Linked DNA regions of Mus musculus: regions 2 and 3 are each linked to region 1. A link is a contact called in public HiChIP or PLAC-seq and promoter capture Hi-C data. All regions are on one chromosome and are shown on one strand. The core of a region is the stretch at or near the end of the contact, and the rest is flanking DNA. Distances in the headings are between cores, read along the strand shown. Region 1 holds the start of Iffo2 (intermediate filament family orphan 2). Region 2 holds the start of Htr6 (5-hydroxytryptamine (serotonin) receptor 6). Region 3 holds the start of Pax7 (paired box 7).

Evidence for each region. Promoter capture Hi-C pulls out the DNA fragments that hold promoters and counts their contacts. HiChIP or PLAC-seq counts read pairs in DNA pulled down with a chosen protein or histone mark.
Region 2: an HNF4G HiChIP or PLAC-seq map of pancreatic cancer cells shows a contact between it and region 1. The contact joins the promoter of Htr6 here to the promoter of Iffo2 in region 1. A contact is called at or near these places in 1 of 484 Hi-C or Micro-C datasets (the G1E-ER4 cell line) and 2 of 115 datasets of contacts at active chromatin or transcription factors (embryonic stem cells and pancreatic cancer cells).
Region 3: a promoter capture Hi-C map of embryonic stem cells shows a contact between it and region 1, with 5 times the contacts expected there. The contact joins the promoter of Pax7 here to the promoter of Iffo2 in region 1. A contact is called at or near these places in 3 of 39 promoter capture datasets (the C10 cell line and embryonic stem cells), 6 of 484 Hi-C or Micro-C datasets (all in embryonic stem cells), 3 of 115 datasets of contacts at active chromatin or transcription factors (embryonic forebrain, embryonic stem cells and neural tube) and 2 of 9 other capture datasets (embryonic stem cells and liver).

Annotation. Positions count from the first base shown.
Region 1 is chr4:139,573,422-139,576,106 of GRCm38.p6, forward strand. Iffo2 (intermediate filament family orphan 2) reads left to right here and starts at 1,299. Exons shown (of 9, transcript NM_001205173.1): 1 at 1,299-2,176. The coding sequence starts at 1,527.
Region 2 is chr4:139,074,223-139,076,907 of GRCm38.p6, forward strand. It overlaps Htr6 (5-hydroxytryptamine (serotonin) receptor 6), which reads right to left and starts at 1,348. Exons shown (of 4, transcript NM_001377096.1): 1 at 1,211-1,348; 2 at 1-1,107. The coding sequence starts at 539.
Region 3 is chr4:139,831,592-139,834,276 of GRCm38.p6, forward strand. Pax7 (paired box 7) reads right to left here and starts at 1,377. Exons shown (of 9, transcript NM_011039.2): 1 at 1,236-1,377. The coding sequence starts at 1,320. Gm46873 (a long non-coding RNA gene) reads left to right here and starts at 1,877. Exons shown (of 3, transcript XR_001784470.2): 1 at 1,877-1,963.

The sequences.
Region 1 (2,685 bases), core at 49-2,548:
GTGTAAGCCACAGGCATTCAAGGTGGGGTCCTTCCCTTAGGAAGTTTGTGGTGAGGACCAAAGGCCAGCAGCTCGGAAGGCTGGGTAGAGTGTGTTTTGAGGTGGTGGTAAAGCTCAGGTCTCAGCGACCTTCTCTGTAAAATGAGGATAATACTTAAATAGGTGCCTGCTGTGAGCTAATGCTTGCAGTGGGTACAGGAGACACTTGGAGATCGCAGGGAATACTGGTTTTTAGGGTGGTAGGTGTGAAGGATAGATGGCTGAAAGGACGGAAGATGGATGGGTCCAAATAAGTGTCCTCCAAATAGGTGGTACTCCATATTGCAGCAAGGCATTCGGGAGAATTGATGGATAGACAGACCCTCTGCTCTCAGGGCTCAGCTACAGCGCCGACTGTGACAATGTGGTGATAGGTGACAGGAGATGGTTAGTCAGGGTTGTGAGGACAAGCATGTTGGGAGGCTCATTGCTTTCTCTTCCCCAGCTTGTCTCACATCCCCGCTTCTGGGTTTGCCGTGGACTAGCAGGCTCAAAGGCTGCGAGAAGCCCTGATCCTGCCTGGTAGGGGACAGGAAGGCGACCAAGGCCTCCGGAGGCTGGAGTAGGGGAGCTGGTTTTCATGCATCTTCGCACACTATGGTTGCCAGACCTTTGCAGGCCACAGTCACCCGCATGCCTGAGAATCTGGGGCAGGGAAATTTGGGACACGGAGGAAGGGCAAGCAGGTAGTCAAGCCCGCCTGGCACACTTGGTAGTGGAGGTCTCCACAGGCTGTCCACCTTTTCAAGAGGCTGCGGTGCCCGGCTCTGCCGCGTTCCCGGGTACAGTTTCGCATTCAGACTGCGTTAGATTATCTGAACCCCGCTAGGCCTGCAGCGCCGCACGCAGGCGAGGGTTTTCTGGGCCGTTGCTGGGCGGAGCTTGAGCTGTAGTCGAAAGGCTCCTCGCAGACGAGTGGCGCAGCTTGTGGGTGGGCGGAGCCCAAGGGCCGATAGGCGTGGCCGGGGCTGGAGACCTAGGAGCCGAGTCTCAGCGGGTGAAATCGCTGCAATGGGTTGAGGGGCGTGGCCTATGTCCGCAGAGGGCGGTCCAGGCTAGGGAGGAAGGCCTTCGCCTATAGAGGGCGGGCCGGGAAGGGCAGAGAGCAGCTAGGCAGGGGGTGTGGTCTGTGTCTGCAGAGGGCGGGCCCTGGAGGCGTGGTCTGTGCCTGCAGAGGGCGGGGCTCGCCGCAGAGGGGGCAGCGCCGGCTGAGAGTCCTCTGCGAGCCGCTGCTGCGGCCGGTCCACAGCAGCTCTGACAGTCGCGGCGCAGGCACCGGACCCCTCACCAGCCCCACGCAGCCACCGCGACCTCCAGCTCGTCCCACCATCTCTCCCGACGCAGCGGAGCCGCATCTGGCACCTAACACCACCCCGGCCGCTCTGGAGCCCGCGCCCGCCCTGGCCCGGCCGCGCCGGGAGCCCGGCCCCGAGCTGGAGCCGCATCTGGAGCCACGGGCCCGGGGCCCTGAGCCACGCAGCCGGCGCATGGTTAACTCGCTGCTGTTCGGAGAGATGGCCTTGGCCTTCGGCTGCCCGCCGGGGGGCGGCGGCTGCGCAGGCGGCGGCGGGGGTGGCGGGGCCGGGCCGGGGCCCTCGCCCGTAACGGCGGCGCTGCGGGACGATCTGGGTTCCAACATCCACCTCCTCAAGGGGCTCAACGTGCGTTTCCGCTGCTTCTTGGCCAAGGTGCACGAGCTGGAGCGGCGCAACCGGCTCCTGGAGAAACAGCTGGAGCAGCAGCAGAGCGAGCGCGATCGGCGGCTGCGCTACAAGACCTTCTCCCGCGAGCAGGCCGTGCAGACCGGGCCCGAGCTGCTGCGGCCGTCGGCTGCGGGAAGCGGGCAGGCCCTCGGCGCGGCCACCGGCGTCAACGCCAACGCGGTGGCCCTGGGCGGCCTGCCCCCCGGCGGCGGCTCGCACCCGCAGCACTACGGTCGCCTGCCCGGGACCATCTGGAGCTACACGCAGGTGCGGCGCACGGGAGGCGGTGGCGTGGAGACTGTGCAGGGCCCCGGCGTGTCGTGGGTACACCCGGACGGCGTAGGCGTGCAGATCGACACCATCACGCCAGAGATCCGCGCTCTCTACAACGTGCTGGCCAAGGTGAAGCGCGAGCGTGACGAGTACAAACGGAGGTGAGTGGACGCGCCCCTCCTCCGCCGCTCTCAGAACCGGCAGCAGGGCCTGGCATATGGGCTGCGAACTGCGGGAGGACTAGGTCATCTAAATCCGCGAACGAGCGCAGGGAGCGCGGGATACCTGGGCGCCGACCCCTGGGGCCAGGCACATTGTTTCCCAGGGACGTAATAACCAGCGGATTTGTGGTGATCTCATTCTGTCCACATGACAGTGCGGTGTGAGGCAGCCTTGTCCCCATACTGCAGATGAGGAAACTGAGGTGAAGAGGTACCAAGTGTCTTGCTCAAGGCAGCTTGGCTAATCCGCGGTGAAAGTCAAGACTTGATCCTTTGATGGAAGTCATGGCTGGTGTGTCTCCTAGCCTAGGTATTCCCCGAGATGTTGGTGGTAGATTCCCTTTCCCATAGCAGGTGTAAAGAAAACAGTCTCAACTAGCTCATTGTCATTTTTTTTTTGTCCTTGAATTTAATGAGCTCACGTGTGAAGATGGATGGCTCTGTCCCTA
Region 2 (2,685 bases), core at 98-2,597, 500 kb before region 1:
CACTGGCCCGGGGCAGATGTTCGAGCTTTGCCCAGTTCATGCCAGCCCAGCAAGAGGGGCAGGAAGGAGGCCAGCGCGGCGAGGCTCCAGGCACCCAGGATGAGCGCCAGGGCACGCGGGGCTGTCATGCGCAGCTTGTAGCGCAGCGGCGAGAGGATGAGCAGGTAGCGGTCCAGGCTGATGAGGCAGAGGTTGAGAATGGAGGCGCTGCAGCACATCACGTCGAAGGCGGTCCAAAGCAGACAGAGGCCGCGAGCTAGCACCCAGCGCCCATACAGCGCGTTCAGCATGGCTGGGGGCATCACCACCAATCCCACCATCAGGTCCGACGTGAAGAGCGACACCAGGAAGAAGTTAGACGTGTTGCGCAGCGCGGGCTGCGTGCAGATGAGCGCGATCAGCAGCGAATTGGCGGCTGCCGTCAGCACGATGACCACGCACAGCGCAGCGGCCACCCAGCCGCTGCCCCCTGGGGCTGGCGGTGGCCCGGGGCCCCAGGCTGGGGTGCTACTGTTGACAGGGCCGGGCTCTGGAACCATGGGGACTAGGGTTGAGGACCAGGACAGGATATGGTGAATGCGGATACAGGGTGAAGCCAAAGGAAGAGAAAGCAAGATGGGTAAAAACTGCACCTCAGAGGAGTAGGTGGCAAAACAGGGTTCTTAGGTCACCGAGCAACCATTACAAGAGGTCGGGGAGAGATTGTAGGGGCGCCTCCTATGGCGGGGCCACCTGGAGTACTCGGGTAAGAAGTTTGGGGAGGGGTACCGATGCGCCGAGTCCATGAAAGTTGGGCTGGGGCTGGATGAGAGCCCTGGAATGGAATAGAGCCACCGGGGATGCCTAAGGATGGGGGTGGGGCTCCTGGCCAGAGGCACGGCTGGGGAGGTGGGAGCAGGAGGCGAACTCCCGCCTTCCGGTCGGGGCAGTCTCTCTGAGGAGGGTGGGCGTGTGAGTACGCTTGATCACGAGCTGTCGCGCGTGGGGGTCGCAATGGGGTGGCCCAAGAACAGGAGCGCAGCTCGGCGGCGGAAAGCAGGTCTCCTTTCTCCCCTAGGCACTGAAGGATCCCGGGTACCGGAGGCCGCGGACCGGGCCGGGCCAGACCTGGTGGGGGAGAGAGGGCTGGCAGAGGAGCGCAGCGCGGCGCGGCGCTCCGCCCTCCCGGCCGCGCCGGCTCGCCTGGCCGCCTCCCGCCCGCGCTCCCTACCTGGGCGCTCGCGGGTGATCCGCTGCCGGCGACTGCGGCAAGCGCCGCGGGGCTGGAGACTACAGGCAGCGGCTGGTGGCGCGGCGGGCATAGGGCTCCCGAGCCGGGGAGATGGTGCGCAGGAGCCCGCGACGCTTCAGCCACGCGCGGTCCCGGAGGCTCCGAGCGTGCGCCCCGCCCCGCCCCGCGGTGGGCGGGCAGAGTCGAGCCCCTCTTAGCTGGCGAGCGGGGTTGTGGTACCCTAGGCCTGGAGAAGGATGCTCCAAGCGCTCCCGGGCGCCCGCAGCCCCCACACCTTCGCCTGTGGCTCCCCTGCCCACATGTGGTGATGGCGCAGGCAGAAGTCAAGGAAGGGGGACGTGACCTGTATGTACCCGGAGACTGCTCCCCAATGGGGGTCGAGCCACTCACTGTAAGAATCACCGAGCTTTCAAGAGAAGTCAGCTGGGAAATACCGAGCAAGTCCTTTGAGATCCCTCTGAGCCTCAGCTGCTGGATCTATACAATGGGTAAATAATTTCTACCACACTTCACCTTTGGATCAACCCTGCCAGTTCTCTAACAACACTGAGTGATTTTGGTGAAGGTCCCCCTCCCTGACCTGTTGGCGCTCCAAGTCTCAGTGTGAGGGATTTGGGAATCTCCAAGCCATTGGAAGGGTAGTCACTGCAAACAGGGGTAGGGCCTAGCGCCTCCTAGTGATGACCAAGTTTTCTTCACACCTTGTAGGTACCAGGTACTGCTCTGGACCATCTATCTGGACACCACGACATTAGATGACGCTTCCCATCTGTGAACTTCCATTCTAGTGGAAGGAAATGGACAAGAAATGGGCAAAGGAAACGTAAAGTGGTCATTTCTATAGGAAAGGGGGGAGGAAGAAGAGGGAGGGGAGGAGGGAAAGGAGGAGGAGGAGAGAAAATGTACAGCAGTGTGAAGAGAACCTGACACGTATCTTTTTTGAAATGGAAATACCTCCCACTTAGAAGAGCCCACTGCGTTCATGGCCTTGGTTTGTCCTGGAATATCTCTACCCAGATTCCTACCCCCAACTATAAAGCCAGAATATACATGCCAGAAATATAAATACCAGGAAGAAGGTGTTACGCTGAGGCTCAGAGAGGTCAAGAGCCTCTACCGAGGTCTCCAGCACCAGGCAACCAAGGATCTGGTGGAACCGAGTTCCGCCAGGTGCTCAAGGCAGAAGGTGCTTAAGATGCCCGGTGTCCAAATCCGCAGATCAACGGTATCCACTCACACCCAAAGGTGGGTGAAGTCAGCCGCAGCACCCAAAAGACGGACCCTGTCTTTCACTCCACACTGTGAGGCCTGAGGAAACAGAAGGTCACCCCTGGATGGAGCGTCAGAGACCCACTTGCGATCCCAGCTCTGATGCTCAGTAGGTTCTGCGCATTCAGGGCCGGTGGCGGCTGATCCCTTGGCCTTCTTTTCTCTCCAGCCACAGTTAGCAGAAT
Region 3 (2,685 bases), core at 127-2,626, 260 kb after region 1:
TCAAGAGCCTCTTTAGCGACCGGCACTCGGCTCTCCTCAGTATTCTGCGTCATGTTGGGCAAATATTGTCCTAATCCTTTGCGCGTCCTTAGCCGCCTGTTTTGCTTGCATTCGTTCCAGGAGAGGACTCCGGCAAATCCCCGGCTGCCGCGCTCTCCCGCCTGCGTGGCCGCTCGCGCGCACTTGATCACGCAGCCCGCTCTCTTCGCCTCTGTCTAATTCGGGGACCCGGCGGCTTCTCGCTGCCCGAGGGAGGGGGCTCCCTCCCTAGATCGCCGGCTGCCAGACCGCCCCTTCTCGCCTTCTCTCCCCATCCTCCCGCACCCACAAGTGGGGCCCACACAATGACAAGAGGGGCGGCTAAAAAATAAAATTGGCACGCCGTTTCTAACTGCTCCTGAGACACCATGGGCTGTCTGAGCCGAGGAAACTAGAAGACCCTTCGGTGACTGGCTGAAAGCCTTCCATAGGTTTAAATAGAAAAGGGAGGGGGCGCGCAAAGGGGCCCTTTCTCCTCTCCCGGCCGATCGCCGCCGGCCGGTCCCCTCTGCATCCCCGAGTGGCTAGAGACTCAAAACAGTCCCCTGGATTGCTGTACCCTCTTTTGGTCTTGAGTTTCTTTCCCGGGACATTTGCAGACTTTAGAAAGACGTAGGGAAAAGTTATGTTTTTAATTTTTTTGTTTTTGTTTTTGCGGGAAATAAGGCACTATGCATTGTTTTTAATTAGTTTGTGTCGGGGCCGGGAAAAAAAAAAGCCAGTTAGTAAGTTGCTTGGGAGGAAGCGGACGGTCTGGTGGAGTGGAAATAGAGTGTCGCTTGTTGGTATTTCGAAATAAAAGGGGTTGGAGGGACCCCATCCCGACTTTGAGGGACCAATTCAAAACTAGGGAAGAAAGCCGGCGGCGCTGCGCAGAGACCCGGGAACTCTGTTGTGTCAGAGAAGAGTGGGAAACCCTGGAATTTACCGGAGCGCAAAACGGACCAGATGCGAATTCCCCGGGGAGTCGCATCCTGCGGCGAAAGGCCGGCAGCCGGTGACCCACGGAGCGCGGGCCGAGGGTCAGCGGAGTCCACGCAGAAACTGACAAGTGTCCGCTCTAGAAACTTCCCGTGTCCCACGCGGAGACTGGGACCCAGCAGAGCCCAGGAAGCCCCGCTGCTCGCTCCCCTGGAGGGTGCCATCTCCGAGGTCCTCCGGGGGACCCTGTAAAGGCCTCCTGCGCGCTCTCTTACCTTCCAGGGGGAAGCCGGTGCGCGGGTAGTTCTGCCCCGGGCCGGGTCTCATCATCCTGGGGACCGCGCCGGGCAGCGCCGCCATTCCTGCGCACGCTGGAGACGAATCCAGAGTCGGCTGGATAAACCTCTTGGCGTCTCTTCCTTTCACCCCTGCTGCGATCCTCCTCTCCTCTTCTTCCCTCCCCCCCCCACTAGCCTCTTCCCCCTCCCTTCTGCACCCCCCCCCACCCGGTTGCAGACGCGCCCCTTCCAGAAGCTGGGCGCGGGGGGGGGTGAGGTGGGGGCGGGAGGAGTGGAAGGTGGCGACAAGGAAGTTCAAACAAACAAACACTCCAACCCCAAGTCCGCCTCCACCCGCCGGGCTCGGCCAGAAGTTAAGCCGAATGACACCGGCTGCCGTGGGCCGAGCAGGCCGGGCTCCCTGTCCCCAGCTGCGCCTTGCGGGCCACCCGCTCCCGCGCTCCCGGCCGAAGTTCCTGAGCCCAGAGGTTGCGGAGTGGCTTTCTTTGGGTCTTTATTTATATATTTATTCTCTGGCTCGGACTCCCTCCTCCCCTCGATCCCTCCTCTCAGCGCCTCTTTCTGCTGGCCCTCACACCCTGTCCCCCGGAGGACTGGAACGGGGACGCGCTCCTGCTCGGGTTTCGGACTGGAGGGGAGGTGACCCGAGCGACAGGGTTGGGGAACACAAGAGGAAAAGCGAGGGGGCGCGAGCGATCAGCTGGGTAAGTTGTGCAAAAGTGCTCAACGGCAGGGAAGGGGAGGGAGCAGGCTGCAGCCAGAGAGATCTGATAGGTTCGGACTTTTCTTTTATTCATGAGCAGGAAAGGGGGCCAGTTCGGGAGGGAGAGGGGACCGATAACGAAAAGAAGTCTCCAACGAGTATTTTTTCCCCTTCCTTTTTAATCTCCAACTCGACCTCGTTCTTTTTTTTTCTTTTTCTTTCTTTCTTTTTTTCCTCAGGGGGTCGCGGGGGAGGGAGATAATTTGAAACTCTGAGTCCAGGGATGGCGTGGGCTGGGGGTGCTCTGAGGGAGGGAGAGGGTAACTTCTTTTAAGTGTTGTCCAGAGATGTGCTGGCAGGTCTGTGCTCCGGACGGCTTTCAGCTGTCTGCCCGCTGTGTAGGAAAGCCGGCCTTGGGCTGGGATCTTCTCTGTCCGCTCCGGCTATCTCTGGCCTCCTGGACTAGGGTCCACCGCACGTGTCCCTTCTCTTTTTAGTTCACTAGCTCTGAACATTCCTTGACAACTACTCCCTCCCTGGGCGGAACAGAGTAGGGTGACATCCCCGGAAGAATTTTGACTTCGCTGATACCTGTCAGGGCTTTACTGCTTGCGCCTGGCCTGGCCTGGCCTCCTGCAGCTCGGAGAAACGCAGCAAAATATACATCCCCAGAGATGCTGGCAAATCCGAGTCTGCCAAACCCTGGGGAATAACCTCTCCAGC